7 separate regions of the Mus musculus genome follow, and regions 1, 2, 3, 4, 5 and 6 are each linked to region 7. Evidence: chromatin contacts called from public HiCAR-type, HiChIP or PLAC-seq and promoter capture Hi-C data. All regions are on one chromosome and are shown on one strand. The core of a region is the stretch at or near the end of the contact, and the rest is flanking DNA. Distances in the headings are between cores, read along the strand shown.

Evidence for each region. Promoter capture Hi-C pulls out the DNA fragments that hold promoters and counts their contacts. HiCAR-type assays count read pairs that join an accessible place to other places. HiChIP or PLAC-seq counts read pairs in DNA pulled down with a chosen protein or histone mark. Capture Hi-C pulls out chosen DNA fragments and counts their contacts.
Region 1: a contact with region 7 is called in a HiCAR-type map of astrocytes, with 2.8 times the contacts expected there. The contact joins the promoter of Tbc1d17 here to the promoter of Tsg101 in region 7. A contact is called at or near these places in 1 of 39 promoter capture datasets (frontonasal cranial neural crest) and 1 of 115 datasets of contacts at active chromatin or transcription factors (astrocytes).
Region 2: a promoter capture Hi-C map of second pharyngeal arch cranial neural crest shows a contact between it and region 7. The contact joins the promoter of Fuz here to the promoter of Tsg101 in region 7. A contact is called at or near these places in 1 of 39 promoter capture datasets (second pharyngeal arch cranial neural crest) and 1 of 115 datasets of contacts at active chromatin or transcription factors (astrocytes).
Region 3: a contact with region 7 is called in an H3K27ac HiChIP or PLAC-seq map of embryonic stem cells, with 15 times the contacts expected there. The contact joins the promoter of Prmt3 here to the promoter of Tsg101 in region 7. A contact is called at or near these places in 1 of 39 promoter capture datasets (pre-B cells), 1 of 484 Hi-C or Micro-C datasets (B cells) and 1 of 115 datasets of contacts at active chromatin or transcription factors (embryonic stem cells).
Region 4: a promoter capture Hi-C map of pre-B cells shows a contact between it and region 7, with 2.6 times the contacts expected there. The contact joins the promoter of Fam71e1 here to the promoter of Tsg101 in region 7. A contact is called at or near these places in 2 of 39 promoter capture datasets (cranial neural crest and pre-B cells).
Region 5: a promoter capture Hi-C map of liver shows a contact between it and region 7, with 2.6 times the contacts expected there. The contact joins the promoter of Vrk3 here to the promoter of Tsg101 in region 7. A contact is called at or near these places in 2 of 39 promoter capture datasets (liver and maxillary cranial neural crest).
Region 6: a contact with region 7 is called in a promoter capture Hi-C map of adipose tissue, with 2.2 times the contacts expected there. The contact joins the promoter of Nr1h2 here to the promoter of Tsg101 in region 7. A contact is called at or near these places in 3 of 39 promoter capture datasets (cranial neural crest, hippocampal neurons and maxillary cranial neural crest) and 1 of 9 other capture datasets (adipose tissue).

Annotation. Positions count from the first base shown.
Region 1 is chr7:44,847,660-44,850,359 of GRCm38.p6, reverse strand. Tbc1d17 (TBC1 domain family, member 17) reads left to right here and starts at 1,281. Exons shown (of 17, transcript NM_001042655.1): 1 at 1,281-1,511; 2 at 1,826-1,924; 3 at 2,019-2,090. The coding sequence starts at 1,491. Akt1s1 (AKT1 substrate 1 (proline-rich)) reads right to left here and starts at 1,136. Exons shown (of 5, transcript NM_026270.4): 1 at 1,012-1,136. It overlaps Mir707 (microRNA 707), which reads right to left and starts at 661; the gene lies at 589-661.
Region 2 is chr7:44,894,676-44,897,375 of GRCm38.p6, reverse strand. It overlaps Fuz (fuzzy planar cell polarity protein), which reads right to left and starts at 1,297. Exons shown (of 11, transcript NM_027376.3): 1 at 1,014-1,297; 2 at 708-829; 3 at 377-461; 4 at 47-115. The coding sequence starts at 1,124.
Region 3 is chr7:49,777,105-49,779,804 of GRCm38.p6, reverse strand. Prmt3 (protein arginine N-methyltransferase 3) reads right to left here and starts at 1,447. Exons shown (of 16, transcript NM_133740.2): 1 at 1,304-1,447; 2 at 1,092-1,224. The coding sequence starts at 1,328.
Region 4 is chr7:44,495,174-44,497,873 of GRCm38.p6, reverse strand. It overlaps Fam71e1 (family with sequence similarity 71, member E1), which reads right to left and starts at 1,279. Exons shown (of 5, transcript NM_028169.2): 1 at 1,144-1,279; 2 at 841-959; 3 at 241-371. The coding sequence starts at 1,186. It overlaps Emc10 (ER membrane protein complex subunit 10), which reads left to right and starts at 1,456. Exons shown (of 7, transcript NM_197991.3): 1 at 1,456-1,618. The coding sequence starts at 1,505.
Region 5 is chr7:44,747,354-44,750,053 of GRCm38.p6, reverse strand. Vrk3 (vaccinia related kinase 3) reads right to left here and starts at 1,425. Exons shown (of 15, transcript NM_133945.1): 1 at 1,403-1,425. It overlaps Zfp473 (zinc finger protein 473), which reads left to right and starts at 1,705. Exons shown (of 5, transcript NM_001289836.1): 1 at 1,705-2,144.
Region 6 is chr7:44,552,588-44,555,287 of GRCm38.p6, reverse strand. It overlaps Nr1h2 (nuclear receptor subfamily 1, group H, member 2), which reads left to right and starts at 1,323. Exons shown (of 10, transcript NM_001285517.1): 1 at 1,323-1,479; 2 at 1,580-1,709; 3 at 2,534-2,591; 4 at 2,668-2,700. The coding sequence starts at 2,552.
Region 7 is chr7:46,918,601-46,921,300 of GRCm38.p6, reverse strand. It overlaps Tsg101 (tumor susceptibility gene 101), which reads left to right and starts at 1,332. Exons shown (of 10, transcript NM_021884.4): 1 at 1,332-1,480. The coding sequence starts at 1,439.

The sequences.
Region 1 (2,700 bases), core at 32-2,531, 2.1 Mb after region 7:
GGAAATCCCGCCCCCGGTGGGGATCGGGACCGGAAGTCCCGCCCGGGGCGCCCCCTCACCCACCCGCGACCCCCAGCACACACAGCCGTATGGACATGGTTCACCGCCAGCGTGAGGGTTCCAGCCCGTCGGCACCCCCGCAGTGAAGCTCGTCTACACTTCGTCGCGAGTCAGACACATGGGGTTGAGCGTGAGCTCTTTCAGCAGTCGGCCAGGAGTCGCAGGACGATCACTGCCCCCCTGACCTATGCAGTCCATACCCTTCCCACGGGGGCTCGCCCTCCCACTGCCCCTCAACCTCAGGAAGGCCAGACCCTCCCCAAACCCCAGCTCACAACGCCGCCTCCACTCACGTGCCCGTAGCCAGCATGGCCGGCCAGGCGCCGTCGCCGCCCTCAAAAGGCATGGCGGCTTCTTGCGTCATTTCCGTGTGGCTGCCCCTCCTCCATTGTGTACACTCCCCCTCCCTTATCCTGCATGCCTCAAATCAAAATAGCAACTAGAAGCTCCGTCGGCAAGCCGTGGGCAAGAGCGACAGCAAGGGTGCCCACGGATGGAAAATACGGCAAAAGACTTTTGCTACTGTTTCGAATTGCCCGCAACAACTATGACCGCATGCCCATGCTCACACAAGCGTAGGCAAGCGGCATGACTGCATGCCCATGCTCACACGCAAGCGGCATGACGTCCCTCGTTCGTATTCAACGTCTGCTCCCGTCCCGACGTGGCAGTTAGTATGGCTTCATATGCCTATAAAGCATATGGACACTTCCTTCCGTCCACACTAGACCCCCTCCTCTAGGCCCTCGCTCGTTCCCTTTAACACAAAGCTGGCAAAGATTCAATATGGCAGCGTTTCTTGCTTCGGTTTGCCCAGTTTCAAGATGGTGGTGCAGTCCTCTTTCCACGGTGACTCAGAAATTTGGGGCAGCTTCGTTTCCAGGAGCACTGACGGCTTCACCCTTTATCCCGAGCCCCTCAGCGCCTCTGGTGCCATACCGCTTCTCTCACCTTTTCCTCTCTCCGTTTCGCTTTTCCAGCACCCCGCCGTCGTGCCCCGCAAAGAGATGGTAGTGCCCCGCATTAACATGGCTTCCACCAAGCCGCTCTGGTTTGTCCTCGAGAAAAACGGCACAGTATTGGCTTCGATGCCAGTATAAAATATGGAGAGGGCCAAGGAGGCGTTCCCGAGCGATCACGAGTTGGGCTGCGAGCATGGGTCCTCCTACTTGTTTACTTCGTGGCGAGAGTGGCGCAGTGCGCCTGCGCCGTCCCGCTGACCCTTGCCAACTTTGCGTTCTACACCTCGTGACCTATGTCTTCGAGTTTCTACTACCCTGTTCAAACAGATGGTCTCACCCACTGCAGCCTTAACAACCTCGGGGACGCTACCACTATCTAGCCTGGAAGGGAGCGTTATTTTTCCGGATATGACACCAAGTTGACCCGGAAAAGGAGGAGATAGGGGCAGTGGAACCTCCGCGGCGGCAATGGAAGGATCCAGCTACAGGGTAAGACTTTGGAAATCATTCCCTCGCTCATCTACAGGAGACGCCCCCCACTGATGGTCCGCTTCCACCTTCTGCTGTGCAGGGATTAGGCCGAGTCAACTTAGCAAGCACCAGCTTCTAGTTACGATGCTGTTGTCACTCTCCGCAGTCCTTAGGGAGAGCCTCCCTTAGCCCCGCCCCCTGGAAAACGCACGCCCATCTGGGGTGCGAGGCGGGACTGTAGACTCGCCACGCCCCATCTCCGCTTGTCAGTCAGGGGCTCTAGACCCCGCCCCTGGGGAAAACGCCTCCCTTAGACCCTTGGCTTTCACTAGGTGGTGTTTGAAAAGGGAGGCGTGTACCTGCACACCAGCGCCCGGAAACACCAGGATCCAGACTCGCTCATCGCCGGCGTCATACGAGTGGTGGAAAAGGTGGGCCGGGATGGAGGTGACATGTGTGGGAACTTCGAATTGAGGGATGAGGGGCATTCGGGTGACTCTACTAAGTCCTCCCCATGTCCCTCAGGACAGCGACGTCTTTCTGCACTGGGCTCCGGTGGAGGAGGCTGGAGACCCAACCCAGATTCTCTTCAAGAAGGTAGGCGACTCGCTCCTCTTCCCCACTCTAGTGGAAGGCAGGGAGTACTCGGGAACCTGTGAGCCTGTTTGCTTTCTGAAATGACCTAATGCCATATCCTTTTGGCTCCTTAGGGGACCCTGCTGGGTTCAGACTTCTCAAGGGGTGTGGCCTAGTTTTGGTCTGAGGCAGCTTTCTTTCCTCTCTGTTTGCTTTACGTTTATTTATTACATTTATTTATTGTGTGTGTGCATTCACATGCCACGGTGTGGGTGTGTGGAGGTCAGAGGATAACCTGTGGTAGCAGGTTCTCTCCTTCCACCGAGTGGGCTCCAGGGTTGAACCCAGGTTGCCGGTTTTGGCAGCAAGTCCAGAACCCTCTCACTAAGCGCAAAGATTTAGATTGTGTGGGGTGTGGAGGGGGTGTGAATGTGTGAGCATGTGTGTGCACTACCTGTGAGTGCATGCAGAAGACAGCACTGCAGACACATGCTGGAGCTTTGGATGGTATGTGGGGACTGGGATCTGAACTCTGGTCTCTGGGACTGTACAGTAAGCCTTGCTAACTACTACACTATCTTTCTGGCCATAGATGACTTATTTGCTTATTTGTGTGTGTTCTACTCGGAGG
Region 2 (2,700 bases), core at 48-2,547, 2.0 Mb after region 7:
GGCACGACTTAGGGATCCTAACGTCACTCACATCCCACAGCCTCACCCTCAATTCTTTCTTCAGTCTTTCTACATTCCGGATATTGGTCAGCTCCTCAAGTCCCACAATGAGAACCTAGAAGAATCACATAGGACAGCGGGGTCCTTAATAGGATCTAGTCAGAGAGGACAGTATTTGAATGGGTGTTGAGAGGAAGGCCAGGTCTGGATCCCTGTGTATGAAGGTGGAGGTCGGGCTCCTGGACTCCTAGGTATGAGGGAAGAGGGCTGAGGTCTGGATGTCTGGGTGTGAGAAAAAAATGCAGGTCTGGACTAAGGAGAAGAGGCTGGGGGTGCAGCTCTCTTGAGTTTTGGAGAAAAAAGGGCCCAGTCTCACCATGGCCCCAAACACCATGTGGAGCATTCTTTCCAGCCTCAGCTCAGAGGTGCCCTCCTCAGATGACAGAACAATGAGAGTGATACTGTGGGGAGGAAAGAAGAGAAGCAAGAATGAAGTAGAGGTCAGGCCTGGGAAACGGAGCCAAGCGCTTCAGCGTCTCTGGGCTATTCCTATGCTGCTGGCTACATTCTGCTGGGAACGCAGGGATCAGAGAGGGTGAGTAGCTTATCAAAGATTCCCACAGCCAAGTCACCACTGGCAGGACTCTGGGGTCACCTAAGCCAGGAACCACTGCCCAGATCTTGTTCCCTTGCTCCCGCCAAGGGACCTGTCATGGAAGTTCTTCCACACTACGGTTGTGTCTTCCGTTCTTGCAGAGTTCAGTTGCACATCCAGATTCTGGCCGAACATGTGGACTCCATTGAGAGAGCCGATGACAGAGAAAGGAAGCTGAAGAGTGGGGAAGCATTGAGACCTCACTGTCCCACTTTGCCGTCTCCCCACATCCCCCCAAAGTTCTTCAGGAAACCAGGCTTATTAGTCCCCTAAAGGCTCCGAGCCTCTACTCCCTGCACGGTATGCCATCCCAGCTTCCCAAACCCCTTATTTAGACGAAGGAGTCGAATGCCCCCACCTGTTGACGGGAGGGGGCGCCGCCGCTGCTACTCCGACAAAACAGGGGAACCCCGCTAGAGGCTGCGAGGCACAGCAGATGCACCGGGCTTCCCGGCCCCTCATCCCCCATCTGGAAGCCCGCACCCGACAAGTCACCCCCCTGGAGACTCTCGGTGTGGATCTAGGAGCATGCGGGTAGTGAAAGCAAGTCGGCCTGCCGTTTGGAGCCGCCAGAGGGCGAGAAGCCGGATGGCTAAATTCCTGCCTTCATCAACTCAGCCCCTCCAACAGGATTCTTTTTCCGCCCCGGCCGGAAGTCATCATGACCCTAACAAAGATGGCGACAAGTATTGCTTGCCAAGCGTTCAAGTTGTTCCTGGACAGCTTCACATCTTTTGTATAACGAGAATGAAGAATCTAGTTTGAAGATGGTGATGGTGCTAAGGTGTTGCCTACAAACCTTCATGTGTGCTGTAATTACGTGCTAATTTTTTTTTTTTAAACAACTGGTTGAGGATGGGGACAGTGCTAAGGCACTGCCTGGCAACTGCAGCGTGGCCTTTCATTCCATAGTGGGAAATACCCTGCCCCAGTCAAAGATGGCCGTATGCTCAGGCGTTGCCTAGCAACTACCATTCACAATAATTTCTGTTTCAAAACTCCGAACCGCTGTGCCACCGTCTCCCTCTCATTTTTTCAGAATGGTTTGATCCAGGCAGTGTTGCCTAGTAACCACCAAATGAGATGGTTGTTTTTGTTATTAGTGAAAGGCAGAAGAGAACCTTTTCCAAAATCATGAAAACCACGTAATTTCTGTAACGAATTAATGCCAATGATGGTGTATCGTGTCGAAAGGTAAAACACGGAAAACTTTGTTCCATGCAACAATAGAAGTTAGCACCGAGGTAGCAAGACAGATTTTCACAGATATGATCACTGTACTATCACTTCCAAAGCTTTCTTCCAAAGGATGGCTAGGAGCCAGGGAGATGGCTCAGCACATCCCAGGGCTTGCCATGAAGACCTGAGAAGCTTGTAACCCCTGGAATCTTCATGGTAGAATAGAGAGCTCACTCCACAAAGCTGGCCTCTGTACACATGCCATGGCACACGCACTGTAAGAATCAAAATTTATTTTCTAGTTTAAAATAGTATGGCTATTAAAATAGTATGGCTACAGCTTCGTGTCTTTATTTTCTACTTTCTGGGTGAGTTGCAGCCTTTAGGCCTGGTTGGCCTGGAACTCAGGGTAGCTGTTTGGCCTGGAATGGCGAATGCCAGCCACTCTCTTTTTCTTTGCTTTCCTTTCTTTCTCTTTTGCTTGTTGTTGTTTAGTGTATTTTTGAGGTGTGGTCTCATGTAGCCCATGCAGACCTGGGACTTGCCATGTGTCCTTGAAATTCCGATTCCTTTTTCAACATCTCAGTCTCCTTTCTTTCTTCCTTTCTTTTTTCTTTCTTTCTTCCTTTCTTTTTTTTTTCTAGATTTATTTATTTATTTTATATATACGAGTACACTGTAGCTGTACAGATGGTTGTGAGCCATCATGTGGTTGCTGGGATTTGAACTCAGGACCTTTGGGAGACCAGTCAATGCTCTTAACAGCTGAGTCATCTCTCCAGTCCAGTCCAGCCCCCATCTCAGCCCTTCTAATGTCTTTTTATACTCTGTTTGTTTGTTTGTTTGTTTGGTTTTTGAGACAGGGT
Region 3 (2,700 bases), core at 198-2,697, 2.9 Mb before region 7:
GTTTTTAGACACAAAGCACACAATTATACAGCTGGCACATTCCCAAAGTGCCAGATTTCAAGTGACCTTGGTAGTCCTACAGCACCTGCACTACAGCGTGAAGAATAACACTTCTTTTGTATGTAACCTCCAACACTGAAGGACACGAACGAATATACAGCAGAGACTCCGCACTTCACTTCTGTATGCCTAGCACACAGGCAACTCTCAATGTCTGCCAAGACAGGTCATCTGGATCATCCTCGCAGCCTATCACAGGGCACTGCACCACAGATGCTCAATAAATACAATAAATACGAGTGTGCAGTCATTCTCCTCTCCAATGAGGCGCCACCTAGGACCACTAATATGCCACCAGTCAGCACCAGGAACCGACACAGGGGGCGGGACCCAGCAGCGCTAGTCAACATCAATCACCCCTTTTTCAGCCAAGTCACTTCCATCTAAGATGCAGGATTTTAAGTGAAAAGAAGGTGTGTCCTAGGAATATAAACAGCAGCTTCGTGACCTTGAACAAGTTGGTGGCTCTGCAGCCTCATTTTCCCCTAAGTACAAAGAGCATCAGTTCCTCCCTCAATCATGGAAGTGAGCTAGTTCTGTCTAAATGGCTCAGTTGAATGTTACATGAGAAGAGAACGTCCTATTATAGGATGGTAGAAATGGAAGCGCGCTTCCAGTCTATGCGCTTTCAAAGTCTGGTATCCAAGGAACAGAATGAAAAACACCCAGCCTTCATGGAATCCCTAATTTAGGACTAAGGTGTGAAGTTCAGATTTTTTCTGGGTGTGTTTTCGAGAGGGTCTAGCTTGGTGACTCAAGGCTGGCCTGGGATTCCTGACCATTCTCCTGCCTCAGCCTCCAGAGTGATGGTATGCCAGGCCTGACTTAGTATGGGGGGTGGGGGGGGGGAATTAGAGTGAGGGGTGGGGTTGACTGGGCTGCAGAGGCAAACCCAGAGCGCGGTCCCCGGCTCCGCCCCCCCCGGACCACGTGAGCAGCCCCTTGTCAATCAACCGTCCCGCGCGGGCCGGAGCCTCGGGCCCGCCACGTGCTCGCTGGCGCTGCGGCGCGCCTTCCACACCGGCACGAACCTGTCACAGAACAGGCAGGGTGTGTGCTGCCGGCCGTGCGCGGGCTCAGTGTCCGCGTCCTCGTCCTCCCAGCCCGCGTCGTCTCCGCTGTCCGACAGTTCCAGGGGCTCCGGCCCCAGCTCGGCGCCACGGCCTGCAGAGCACACACGGTCAGCACCGAGACCCGCGCCCGCCCACCCGCGCCCCGCCGCCCTACGCGAGGGGGCACCCACCGTTCCCCGCCGCTAGCGAACACATGGCCGCCGACCAAGCGCGCGGCCGCACAGCGCGGCACCGGAGCCGGGAACGAGCGGCGCGGGTGCGCGGGAGCCCCCAAAGCGATCCACACGCGGAGCGTGAACCGTCCGGAGAGCGCTTCCGGGTCACGTGGGCGTAGGGGGCGGGGCACCGCTCTCCGGCTTGGACGCTTGCGCAACCGAGGCGCCGGCGCTTACAAGGTTGAGCACCGACTTATCGCAGCGCCCTCTGGCGGCAGAGATGGCCAATGCAGGCCAGGCTCGGAGGCTCTGGGGAAGACAAGAAAGCCCCTTAAATTAACCTGTATGCTGATGTATGTGGGTGTGCACTCAAGCCCCACACCCCTACTAGGGGTTAAAGTGATAAAGTGAGAACCATGGGCTTTACAAACACCCTAAGTTTGAACTCTATTTCTGAATGCTTGAATTCTAAGCATGAGCAGGTAACCTGCCTTCTCTTGGCCTCAGTTTCCTGACTGGTAAAGCACTCTCATGACTGCAGTAACCTGATGGTTATGGTAAGACTTACACGTGTGTGAAAAGTTTAGGCATTAACTTGAGCCTATACAATGGAAACAGGTGGACTGTGTGATATGTGCCAACAAATGCTCTCTGCCCTGCCTGTGGGGTTAGGGAGGATACCAGGGTTCCCGAGTCTCAGGCTGCCTCCTTTCTAATATTCCTAGTATCTAACAGTGGAGTTCCCTTAGGCAGGTGGGAAGCAGTAATTCTGGGTAGGTAAAGCCTCCAGGCTGCAGATGAGGCTGGACTCTGCATGGGGCATGTTTGAGGACATGGCCAGCTAGGCCTGCATAGTATAGTGTCAGACAGCTCAGTTCAACTTCCCACCATGCACACCCTCGAGCCAGTGTACTGCTGATCACTGAAGCTCTTTGGTGGGCAGTTCCTCTTCCCCTCTGTTGTGTTTTATAAAAAGATAAAGGGAGAAGGGATATGTTTTGGTGGAGGTGTAGTCAGGTGGGGGGGGGGGGGGAGTGGTGCCTCTGCGGGCCCATGCTGAGGCACCTCTTCCCCCTGAGGGCATGGTATAGTAATAGTATAGAATAGAGTTTATTCAGGGCATGGGGAGGGGAGTTAAGAAGGTAATAGAGACAGAAAAAGGCAGAGAGAGAGAGAGAGAGAGAGAGTAGCGGATTAGAGGAGTAGAGGCCAGCCATGAGCACGTGGAGAGAGAGGGGGGAGGGAATGGGGAGAGAGGGGGGCAGGAGCCAGAAGGCAAGAGGACTCAGAGGGGACAAGCAGCCCCTTTTGTAGTGACTCAGGCATACCTAGCCAGGTAACAGGGGGGGGGGTGCTAACACCCTCCCCCAACAGGATTTTGCTCACATCATAATTTTTTAAAATATTTTTGA
Region 4 (2,700 bases), core at 30-2,529, 2.4 Mb after region 7:
GCTTTACTTTATCTCTCTGGGACAGAGTACCTGGAAAGCAGAAAGCACTGTGTAAACAGCCACCATCCTGACCCTGTGATGCCACTGAGGGCTGTCCTCCCTCATCTCGCCTGACTTCTGACCTCTGTGAAGTGCCCTGCCATTTTTCTTAGTGAAGAGGTTTGGTGGTGATCTTGGTCCCTGGGTGGCAAAATGGCGGCAGGGAGGTTGGAGGAAGTTGGGACTTAGAGGGGCAGTCACCCGAGGAGCTGCAGGTGTCCATTCTCCTTGTCAGGGCCGGCCAGCAGCAGCAGGTCTGGCAGCTCCAGGGCAGGACTAGAGGCTGCCACCCCCATGGTGACCTTGTTGGCGACTTCTCCAAACCGGGTCACCTGGGGCCAAAGGTTAAGAGGATCGATAGATGGAGAACAGAACTCAACAGGAATCTGATTGGGTCTTGGGGATCTTGACAGAGTGAAAGGTCATGAACTAGGGGAGATGAACAGTAGGTTAGGGATTGGGAATGTGGCTCAGAATATAAGCACACATGCCTAGAATCCCCCGGTGCAGGGCTAGGGTGTGACTAAGGGGTAGAGCTCCTGCTGAATAACGAGTGAAGCCCAGAGTACCAGCCATATTACCTCTAAAAAGGAAAAAAAAAAAAAAAAAAAGGCTTGTGGGCCAAAGATTTTAGGATTAAAGGACAAGAACCATATGTGTACAGTCAAGGAAACTGAGACAAAGGCTTCTGAAGACACAAAAAGCCCAGCGGGCTCAGAGGTGATGTGGATCACTTGGAAAGAACGACAAATGATGGGGGAGATCCGTACATCAACGGGTCGGAGGTCCGGGGCTCCACACCTGCACGAAGTTGCTTTCAAAGATGGGAAAGTCGCGCAGCTGGTCGAACTCGCCGCTCAGGAGGTGGCGTTGGAGGCGCCCAGGGCGGCACGGGGCGTAGGCTGGAGCCAGGGGGCGGTCTGCAGGGGCGAAGCGCGAGCATCCATCCCAGGATGCCAGGTACATGAACTCTGACCGAGGGCGCATGCGGGGCAGCGGCCTCCGCATTGCTGGTCCCATACCTTCCCCGGCTCCCTCTCTAGGGCCAACCCCTCCAGGCAGAAGTCCTTTTGTCACCTTCCATCCCCTCAGAACTGGTCTCACCTGCTCCGCCCCGAGCGGCCTTAAGATCTCGACCGCCCTTCATCGCCACGCCCCGGCCCTGGGGAGGAACGCCGAGTGAAGCCTGGGACAGACAGATAAAGGGTGGGGCCTAGAGCTTGTGACTTTACAATAGGGTGCCCGGCGTTCCGTGACGTCAACGACGTCACTTCTCTCCCAGGTGGTGTCACCGGGAACGTGAGCCCTAGAGACCCGGATGGAGAAATGGCCGCCCTGACTGCGGGAGCAGGCGGACGGGCGCTAGTGCGCAGGCGCGGCGTGCGGCGCAGGCGCGTGAGCCTCAGGATGAACCCTGTGTTTCCTAGCGGGCTGTATGGCTCTCGGTTTTTCTCAACGCTCCCGTATGGTGGCCGCGGGTGCCGGGGTGACCCGGCTGCTAGTGCTCTTGCTGATGGTAGCCGCGGCTCCTAGCAGAGCCCGAGGCAGCGGCTGCCGGGTCGGGGCCTCCGCGCGTGGGGTGAGTGCTAGTGGCCGGGGCGGGGCGGCCTCCTGTGGGCGCTAGATGGACCCCATCATGAATATTCATGAGAGGATGTGGTTTGCTCGGAACCTGAGCTGCGTGGAGTAGTGGTAGCTAGCCTCTCATCTCCGTGCTTGGGAGGCTGAGGCTGGAGGATCAAGGAGTTTGAGGCTAGCTTGGATTGCTTGAGATTGTCTCAAAAATACAAAAATGGGGGTGTGATGGTGCACGCTTTCAATACCCCTATTCGGGAGGCAGAGACAGGTGAATTTCTGAGTTCGAGGCCAGCCTAGGACAAAGGGAGTTCTAGGCCAACCAGGGCTACACAGTGAGACCCTGACTCAATAAGTAATTAATAAAGATATGGCAAGGAAGCAGTGCTCTAGTGCTAGGGTTGGAATCATGTTTCTGAATATGCACGAAGAAGTCAGGTCCTTCAGGAGCCAGAGTGCTGTAGGATGCCTGGCTAGGAGAAGCTTGAAATTAAGACATCTAAGGCTTAGGCCTGGGTGTGGGGTGCAAGGTCACCTTGGGCTACCTAAGGTCCTGTTTCAAAAAAACCCCAAAAATAGGGTGCTGGAGAAATGAGGGCCAAGAGAACTGACTGCTTTTCTGGAGTACCTGGGTTTGCTTTCTGGCACCTACCTAGAGGCTCACGACTGTCTGCTAACTTCAGTTTTTGGGGATTGCACATTCTCTTCTGGCACACCAGGTACCAGGCATGCACACAGGGCACATAGGTACATGCAGCAGATATCCATACACAAAATTAAAAAAAGAAAAATTACAAAGAAATTAAGCTGATGGTGGTGGTGCTCATGTGTAACCCCAAGCGCTCAGCAGACGTAGGCAGGAGGATCATCTCCGGTCTGGATCAGGGAGTGATTTAGTGGGACTCTGCTTCAGAACCGTGGGAAAGAAAGTGTGGATCTAGGATGTGCCAGAGAGAAGTGGGCTTCTTGCCAATGTGAATGGTCAGAGTATTAGCATGTGCAAAGGAAGTGAACTCGTGAATGAAAACCTGAATGACCTGGGGTGGGGGGCAGAGCAAGGTGGTATTTACCTGTAGTAGCAGCACG
Region 5 (2,700 bases), core at 176-2,675, 2.2 Mb after region 7:
CTTTGTGAGTTCTTTTTCCTGCCTTTATTCTCCCCTTCCCATTTCACCCCCTATCCCTAGGTAGGAGAGAAAGAAGGACAGAGGGAGAGAGATCAAGAACTCTGAATCTAATTTCTTCTTTGAGCACAACTACTAACAAACTGCAATACCCCCCCCATCCCCCACCCCCACCAAACAACTCTCACGGTACCCAGTTGAGGCCCTAGTATTTACAGACTCTCTGAGAAGTTCCCAGAATTCCAAACGTCACACAGTTGTAGAAACTATGTGCAGCTGGCAAAATCATGAGCTGCTGGAGCAGGAGGCAAAGCTTAGTCAGCTGCGGAGAAGCAGCCCCATAGCCCCACTCCTGGGATTGAAACAAAAACATATTCTTATATTTCTGTGTTTTTTTTAAAGAAATGAAAATTCCAGAATTTTCACTACAGTTATGTGCATATGAACCCGTGTGAAGGCCAATCCCTAATTCCCTAGAACTAGGGTTACAGGCAGTCATGAACTGGGAACCAACTTGAGTCCTCCGGAAGACAGTAAGCACTCAAATATTGAACCAACTCTCCAGTCCTTAGGCAGGGCTGGATTCTTTTTTTAAAGACAGTGTTTCATGTAGCTTAGGCCGACCTTGAACTTTTGATCCCCCAGCATTTGAAACTTACCCAAGCGTACATCCAGCTTTAATTAAACTGAGGTGCCCATTACTATGTAGTCCATCCTGGGCTGTCCTGGAATTCACTATTCTCAAAAATCCTCCTGACTCAGCCTCCCAAGTGCTAGAACATTGCTGAGTTTAGAGCTACTCCTAGGGGAGGTGGCAGTTCGGGTATATAATACAATAAGTGTCTGTTGCACAGATCCTTGCATACAGTAAGTGCTCGGATCTTGAGTGTTGAGGTCTCCTGTCTAAGGCTGCACATTCAGTTCCGACTACTGATACTCAAGTCGGCTTTTATTATGCACCCATTTGTTTAGTTCATTTATCCTACGTATGACCATCAGCTTGCTACCATCTATGCTCCTGTTGCAGGAACGCAGCACAGCAGAGTACCAAAGGCTAAATTCCACAGGTGTGGGACTAACACTTCCCTAAGTAGCAGAGACTGGACCGGGCCCCACAATCCCAAAGAAACCAGTGACGAGGTACCCGTGGAGGCGGAGGCGGAGTGTCTGACATTCCTCACAGGCTCCGCCCAACACCTTCCCAGCAAAACAGAGGAAGTGGGTGCTCCCCCCACTCCCGCCCCCGAACCCCAGCCTTGGTCGGCCTCCGCCTTCCTCAGGCAGTGACGTCACAGGCTGCCGGGCGAGCGGCTCCTCATCACTGTACTTGTGAAAAAGCCGTGGGCGCCGGGGTTTCTCACGGCCCGGACTCTCACTCCGATCCGGAGCAGAAACTTGGACTCACCTTTACAGTTGCCCCGCAGAAACTTCCGGGGAGGGAGGGTGAAGGAGGGGCTGCGCGCGCATCCCCCACCGGCCGTGCGACAGCAGCGAGCAGACGCGGCCTATTTCCTCTAATACAGGGCATCCGGACAAGCTGTGCCCTGCTGGAAACTCCATTTCCCAGAAGCCTGAGCGACACGCCTGATTAGTCCATCCCCCTAATTGCTCACCGTTATTCGGCCTTCTCTGGGGCGGGCTTTTCCTTCTACTGCGCATGTCTGACGTCAATCTTGATGAAATACGTGACAGCCACCAATCAAAGGTCCTGTTGTCATTTTTAAACTCTCCTTGCTTCTGTGCTCTCTCTGTAATCTCAGTTTTGCCTTCAAACTGTATCTATGGCAACCCGCTGTCACCTCCAAATGGAATTTTCGGGGTGTAGAAGGTGAAAGTAGTCCTATAACAGGGTAGTGGGCCATCCAACCTTGGTGTCACTTAGCCATGAATCTGTTTCCTCTCTACTTCCTAGAGGGCTCAGTGGGTGGAGACCACAGGTGGTGGGTCCTGGAATTTGGCGCGGAGTTACCTGGGTGGGATAAATTTGAGGAGAAGTTTCTGGAACCGGAACTTCCTCGGAGGAATTTCCCCCTGTACTCTGAGGGAGCCCTCCTCATGAGGAGTTGGGTTTTCTTGGGATCCTGGAAAGCATATGTTCTTTGGGTTGCCAGCCATGCTGAGGTACGGAGACACGGAGCCATGCCGAGGTACGGAGACTAAGCCCAGGCGCCCATGGCCTTAGTCCTCTGTGGCCGGGGTGGGAGGCCCTGACAGAATGCTGAACCCTTGAGTGCTCACAGCCGGGCGTAGGCCCGGCTCTTAAGCGGGGGTTTCCTCTCGCGACCAATACCTACAATAATGGCCCAGAGACATCTATTGCTTCAGTTTCGGGGTATCAAACCCCCTCTTGGGCTTCTAAAGGCACTTAGGTGTACACACATAGCACTTTGAAGCAGTCATAAACAAATTTAAAAGGAAAGATTATTTGTATCTATTATTTGAGCATCTCAAATATATACTGTTATGTTCTATTTAAAAAGCCAGGGAAGCCAGGGATATGTTTGGTAGGGCGAGGTATGGTGCTGGGGAAGGGGGTGCCTCTGCGGGCCCATGCTGAGGCATCCCTTCCCCTTGAGGTACCAACCACAGTGGGTATAGTGTAGAATAGAGTTTATTTAGGGCATGGGGAGGGGAGTTGAGAGGTAGTAGAGACAGAGAAAGGTAGGGAGAGGGAGTAGAGGCCGGCCATGAACACGTGTAGAG
Region 6 (2,700 bases), core at 74-2,573, 2.4 Mb after region 7:
TACAAAGTGAGTTCCAGGACAGCCAGGACTATACAGAGAAACGCTGTCTCGAAAAAACCAAACCTAAACAAAACAAAACCAAAACAACAACAACAAAAAACAAAACAAAACAAAACCAAGAACAACAGCAACAAAAGTTAAGTAAAAGCAAGAATTTGTGCTTAATAAAGATTCCCAACTGTCCATAAGTGGGGAGTGCGGAGAAACAATCTCTGAATGTTTTCCATCTGAGATTCACACAAGTATTTCAATCTTTTGTGAAAAAGCTGGTATTATTACTTTTATGGGAGAGGGGTTGAGGCTACTTGTTTATTCACATTTAGCTGATGGCCAGGTCTCACTTCCTAGCTCAATTTGGCTTCCAACTAAAAGCAATCCTCTTGCCTTGCCTGGGTCTGTTTGCTTATTGCAGGCATGGGTCTGCACCCAATTTGCCTTTTTTATATTTACTTCTTCCTATTATGAAGCTGAATGCAAAAATAAATTCTTGTATAAAAAAGTTCCTGGGCTGGAGAGATGGCTCAGCAGTTAAGAGCACCAATTGCTTTTCTGAAGGTCCTGAGTTCAAATCCCAGCAACCACATTGTGGCTCACAACCATCCGTAATGAGATCTGATGCCCTCTTCTGGTGTGTCTAAAGACAGCTACAGTGTACTCACATATACATAAATAAATAAATCTTAAAAAAAAAAAAAAAAGTTCCCGAGGCGGGGACATCAAGAGAGTCCAAAGTGAACAAGATCCAGAATCAGGACATGTGAGGAGGAGGAGAAGGAGAAGGAGAGAGAGGCGAGCCAGGAGAGTAAAGGACCCAGTAACCAAATCGGCTGGATTATAAAGGGAAGGGCAGCCCAAGCCCTGAGCTGGAGAAGTTTAAGGTATGAAAAGCCTTTAAGCTTTTTAGGCTTAAAACCATCCTGTAACCATCTTGCCATCTCCAAATTTAAAATATTTAGAACCAACATACAGGGCTGGAAGAGGAGCTGCTACCGCAATAATGGGGAGGTAAAGGCAACAGGCTCAGAAGTTTAAGGCCACCCTTGAAATAAGAGATCCTGTCTCAAAATCAAGACAAAAATTTTTTTAAAAAGCAGCCATGCAGCACCGCTACAAAAGTAGAGAACTTTAAACTACTCAAAAAGGTTAAAACCTGCTTCGTTAGCCACCTGCGAAAAGAAACGAAAGAACTTTCCGGAACTTTTTTCTGAGTCCCAGAGGGGAACTACCAGAAGAAATAAACTTCCGGTGTGCCACTTCCGGCCGAGGCCTCACAGTCGGTGGCGCCCTGGCAGACCGGAAGTCTGTCACCTTTCCCGGTCCGCCTACTTCCGGAAGTGACGCGCAGCGGGGTTGCCGGAAGAAGTGGCGAAGTTACTTTTGCTTTTCGCTCAGCAAGCGCTGTTGCTTCGAGCTACTCCCAGGCTTCTGAAGTTACTTCCAAAGTGCTGTGGAGGCACAATCACCGGTGCGGACACAGAGGCAAGTGCGCCGGGCGGCCGGGCAGGTGGGACTGAGCCCGGTACGCGGATCGCCGTGGGTCCCGCTTAGCGCGCGCATCCTTCCCTCACTTTCCTCGCAGCTCTCGCCTCCCACGGCCGTTTCCAGGGCAACAGAGTCGGAGACCCCCTGCGACCCCCCTCCCGATCGCCGGTGCAGTCATGAGCCCCGCCTCCCCCTGGTGCACGGAGAGGGGCGGGGCCTGGAACAAGGTGGGCGTGACTCTACGGGGCGGGGCGTAGGGAAAGCCTATGGTTGGTGGGCGGGGGCGGGACACAGATGGGCAGAAGGCCTGCTGTAGATAGTCTGTGATTAAAGGCTTTTGATTCTTGGGGCGGGGCCTAGACCACTGTTGGGGGGGATTGGGAGGGGCAGAGGCATGGAGGGCGTGGCACAGTGAAGACCTATAATTGGCTTTGGGGGAATGAGAGGGGCGGAGCCTAGGAGGAACGGGGCGGAATTTGGGTTTCTGCTCCAGAGTGGGAAGGGGTGGGGCCAGGGACTTGATGGGATGGGTAGGGTCTGGGGTCTGTATTGGGGTGCGTTAAAGCCTTGAAGGAGCCTATGGTAGAAGGGTAATGGTTGCGCCCTGATGGGAGAGGCGGGGCAAAGTTAGGATCTCCCATGATAAGAGCACAGTTGGTGCTCACAGAAGAGGAATAGAGTTGTTGGGCTCTCTGAGGTCATGATTCGTAGAGAGGTGGAAGGAGCAGTGGGCCGGGTTGGGCATGTTAAAGTGTGTGATGTTTATTAGGAACTAGGGCTGGGAGTGGGGGCTCAATATAGAAGTTAAAAACACTGAGGTGTGGCACAGTCTTGTAATGGCAGCACTTGAGAGGCCGAGGCAGGAGTGCGGAAGATCCCAGGACAGCCTAGAGTAGTGTGTTCCAAGATTTTGGAGGTGGTTCAAGCTGTTCAGCCACATAGTTCGGGTAGCCTGAGCTGTATGAGATCATGTCTCAAGAGTCCGTGAGCACTGGAAGAAGAGACACCCCTATTATGCCCTGTAATTGGCTGGCTCCCCTATGTTCAGCAGGCTGCTTCGTGACCCACTATGTCTTCCCCCACAAGTTCTCTGGACACTCCCGTGCCTGGTGAGTGACGGGCTTTCCCTAGCCAGCCCCTTCCACAGTGTTGGAGAAGCTCACTGTCCTGTCTTCCTTTTCCTAGGGAATGGTTCTCCTCAGCCCAGTACCTCCGCCA
Region 7 (2,700 bases), core at 83-2,582:
AATAATAAATAAATCTTTTTTAAAAAATAAAAAGTAATAAGAATTGATGGTTAATATGTCGCTTTTTATTTTAAAGATTATTTTACCAGCATGAGTGTTTTGCCTGCACTGGATGTGTGTGTACCATCTGCATTCCTGGTGCCCATGGAGGCTATCAGGAGTCCCTGTAACTGAGAACCTAACCCTAACCCTCTGCAAGGGCAACAAGTACTCTTTACTGCTGAGCTATCCCTTCAGCCCCTCTAACAAGCATTTATTGGAAATAGAAACTCAATTGAGATTGAGTATCACCTCTTGTATTCTACAAGGCAATTAAGATCTGAAAATTGGGCTGGTGATGAGGCCAGCCTGTCTCCATTTTTAGGCTTGAAAGCCATCAGCATCGTTCCTGTTTATGATTAAATCTGTTTCTCAAGGGTTTGGGCTATGCCCCACCTGTAACCTTATCTTCAAATGTTTCTATACGGCACCCAATGCCTTTGTTTCAAAAGGTTATTATGACCACCTGTCCTTATAACCACCTGTCATGGTCACTTTGTCATGAGTACCTTGTTAAGACCCCCTTGCAACCACGTCTTTGTTTCACAAGATGTGTTATGGCCATTTTGTTCTGTTCCTGTAACCCGCCTATGTACCTGCCAAATCACCCATTTGGAAACTCCCTACCCCTGAGCTATAAGACCAATTTTCTAGCCTATGTCCAAAGCTGACTTCCTGTACACAAATTAAAAGGTTTTAATTAATTGCTTGCTTTAATTAATTTGGCTATGATGATTTGGGTCCATGATCTTGCTCCTTGCCTTTTTGGGATTAACACTGGAGAGGCTTCAAACTCAGAAGTTTGAAGGGGTAAATTCTTTATAATCTGAAAAGAAGCCTGCCCTCAAGCAAGGCAGACTGCGGCCTGTCTAATCTTTATGTGGGCACACTGGAATTGTTAGGGGAAAGTATCCAGAGGAGAAAATTACCGCATAGCTTCCTAACGGGGGAAAAAAAATCTCCTTTGCCCTTGCGAACTTGACATGAAGGGCTTTCGAGCGTTTAAACTGCAGTAACAAAAACGGATGTGATAATCAGAGGTGCCTCGGGCGCAGTCACCTAAAAGTGTCTAGAGTGTCCACGAGCTAGTTCTGTGAGCGACGCGAGCCCAGGACCTTCCGAGCCGCAGCGGGTGGCAAGGCTCGCGAGAGGGCCGGGACTTCGGGACCGCGAAAGGCTTGCAAACAACCGCACCACGGGCACCCGTGGACCGGACCTGATCTCTCGCCCGACTTCGCACCGCAGACCAGCGGCCCCGGAAGTGACGCGCGGGAAGCGGAAGCACAACGTGCCGGCTTCCTGCTTCGCAGGGGCGGGGCGGCGGCGGCGGCGATTGTCTGGCGGCCTGGGGCGGCCCCGTGGCGCCTACCCTCTGCCTGTGGGGACGGAGGAGCGCGCCATGGCGGTGTCCGAGAGTCAGCTGAAGAAGATGATGTCCAAGGTGAGCCCGCGCCCTACGGGGCGGCCCCGCGGGCTGGGCTAGGCCGCCTTCCCTCTGCGGAGCGGCCCTTCCCGCCTTCGCCTCCATAAACAAAAGCGGGGTCGTGCCTGGCGCGGCCGCTGCTGTCTGCCCGGCGCTGCTGACGGTCCCCGCCGGCCGGAGCCCGGCCCTGCTCAGAACCAGTCCCCGCGCGCCTCTCCCCGGCCCAACCCGGCACATCCCACCGGAGCTCGGGAACTCTTGGTGCAATTGGTTCGCTGAAGTAGAGCAGCCAGAAAATCGAGCTTGGCAGCCCTTCCCCGCTCCAGAGAACTCTGCAGTTGCATTCCATTGTTTGCATTAACTGTGATTAACGCAGTTGTTTGCTTGTTTACTTTGAGTTGAACTTAAAAATTCTTACTGCTTGACTGGTTGTGGGTTTTTTTTTTTTCCTCTCACTTTTTAAAAGGCCTTTTGGATATTTTGCACATTAGCTACTTAGTACTTAATACTGCGCATCGGACTCCAGAATGCCTTGCTTTTTGTAATTTACCAAATTTAATTGGAATGAAATTTATGTAACGTAGTTGAGCCCTAACTCCTTTAGTCATTGAAGTTGACTTTGATGCTCTTATCAGAGCAATAATAGAGATCGTGGGGTTAAGAAGTTTCTAGTTTACAAGGAAACACGAATACGCTGGGCGTGGTGGCACAGGCCTTTAATTCCAGCGCTCTGTAGGCAGTTGACGACAGATCAGGACAGATTGTGAGTTCCAGACCAGCCAGGGATACACAGTGAGACCGCATTTCAAAACATAAAATTTTTCTTTTCTTTTTTTCTTCTTTTTTTATTCTTTGTAAAACTAGATCTTTTTTAGTAAAGTCATTTCCCTGAGTCCTTGAAGACCAAACCTCTTGTCTCTTGGTTGTCTAACCATTTAATCTTTTAGGCTTCCTTTTTTTTTTTTTTTTTTTCCCTGTAGTTATCTGTAATGACACAGGGGTCTGGGGGAATGTACGAGGTCCCGGTAAAGGTCGATATAGTACTGTTTTACCTTCAAATCATTTGTTTTTCAAAGCCTCAATTAAGCTTTTAGAAGATGTAGCCCATTAACTTCATCTGATTGGGGATCTCTGTCCTTATCAAGACATTCTGGCTCACCCAGAGAGAGAGACAGACAGTTTTGGTGTTTTAACCTCGCTTCAGATCATTTTTCTCCTTTGAACATCATCTTATCTCC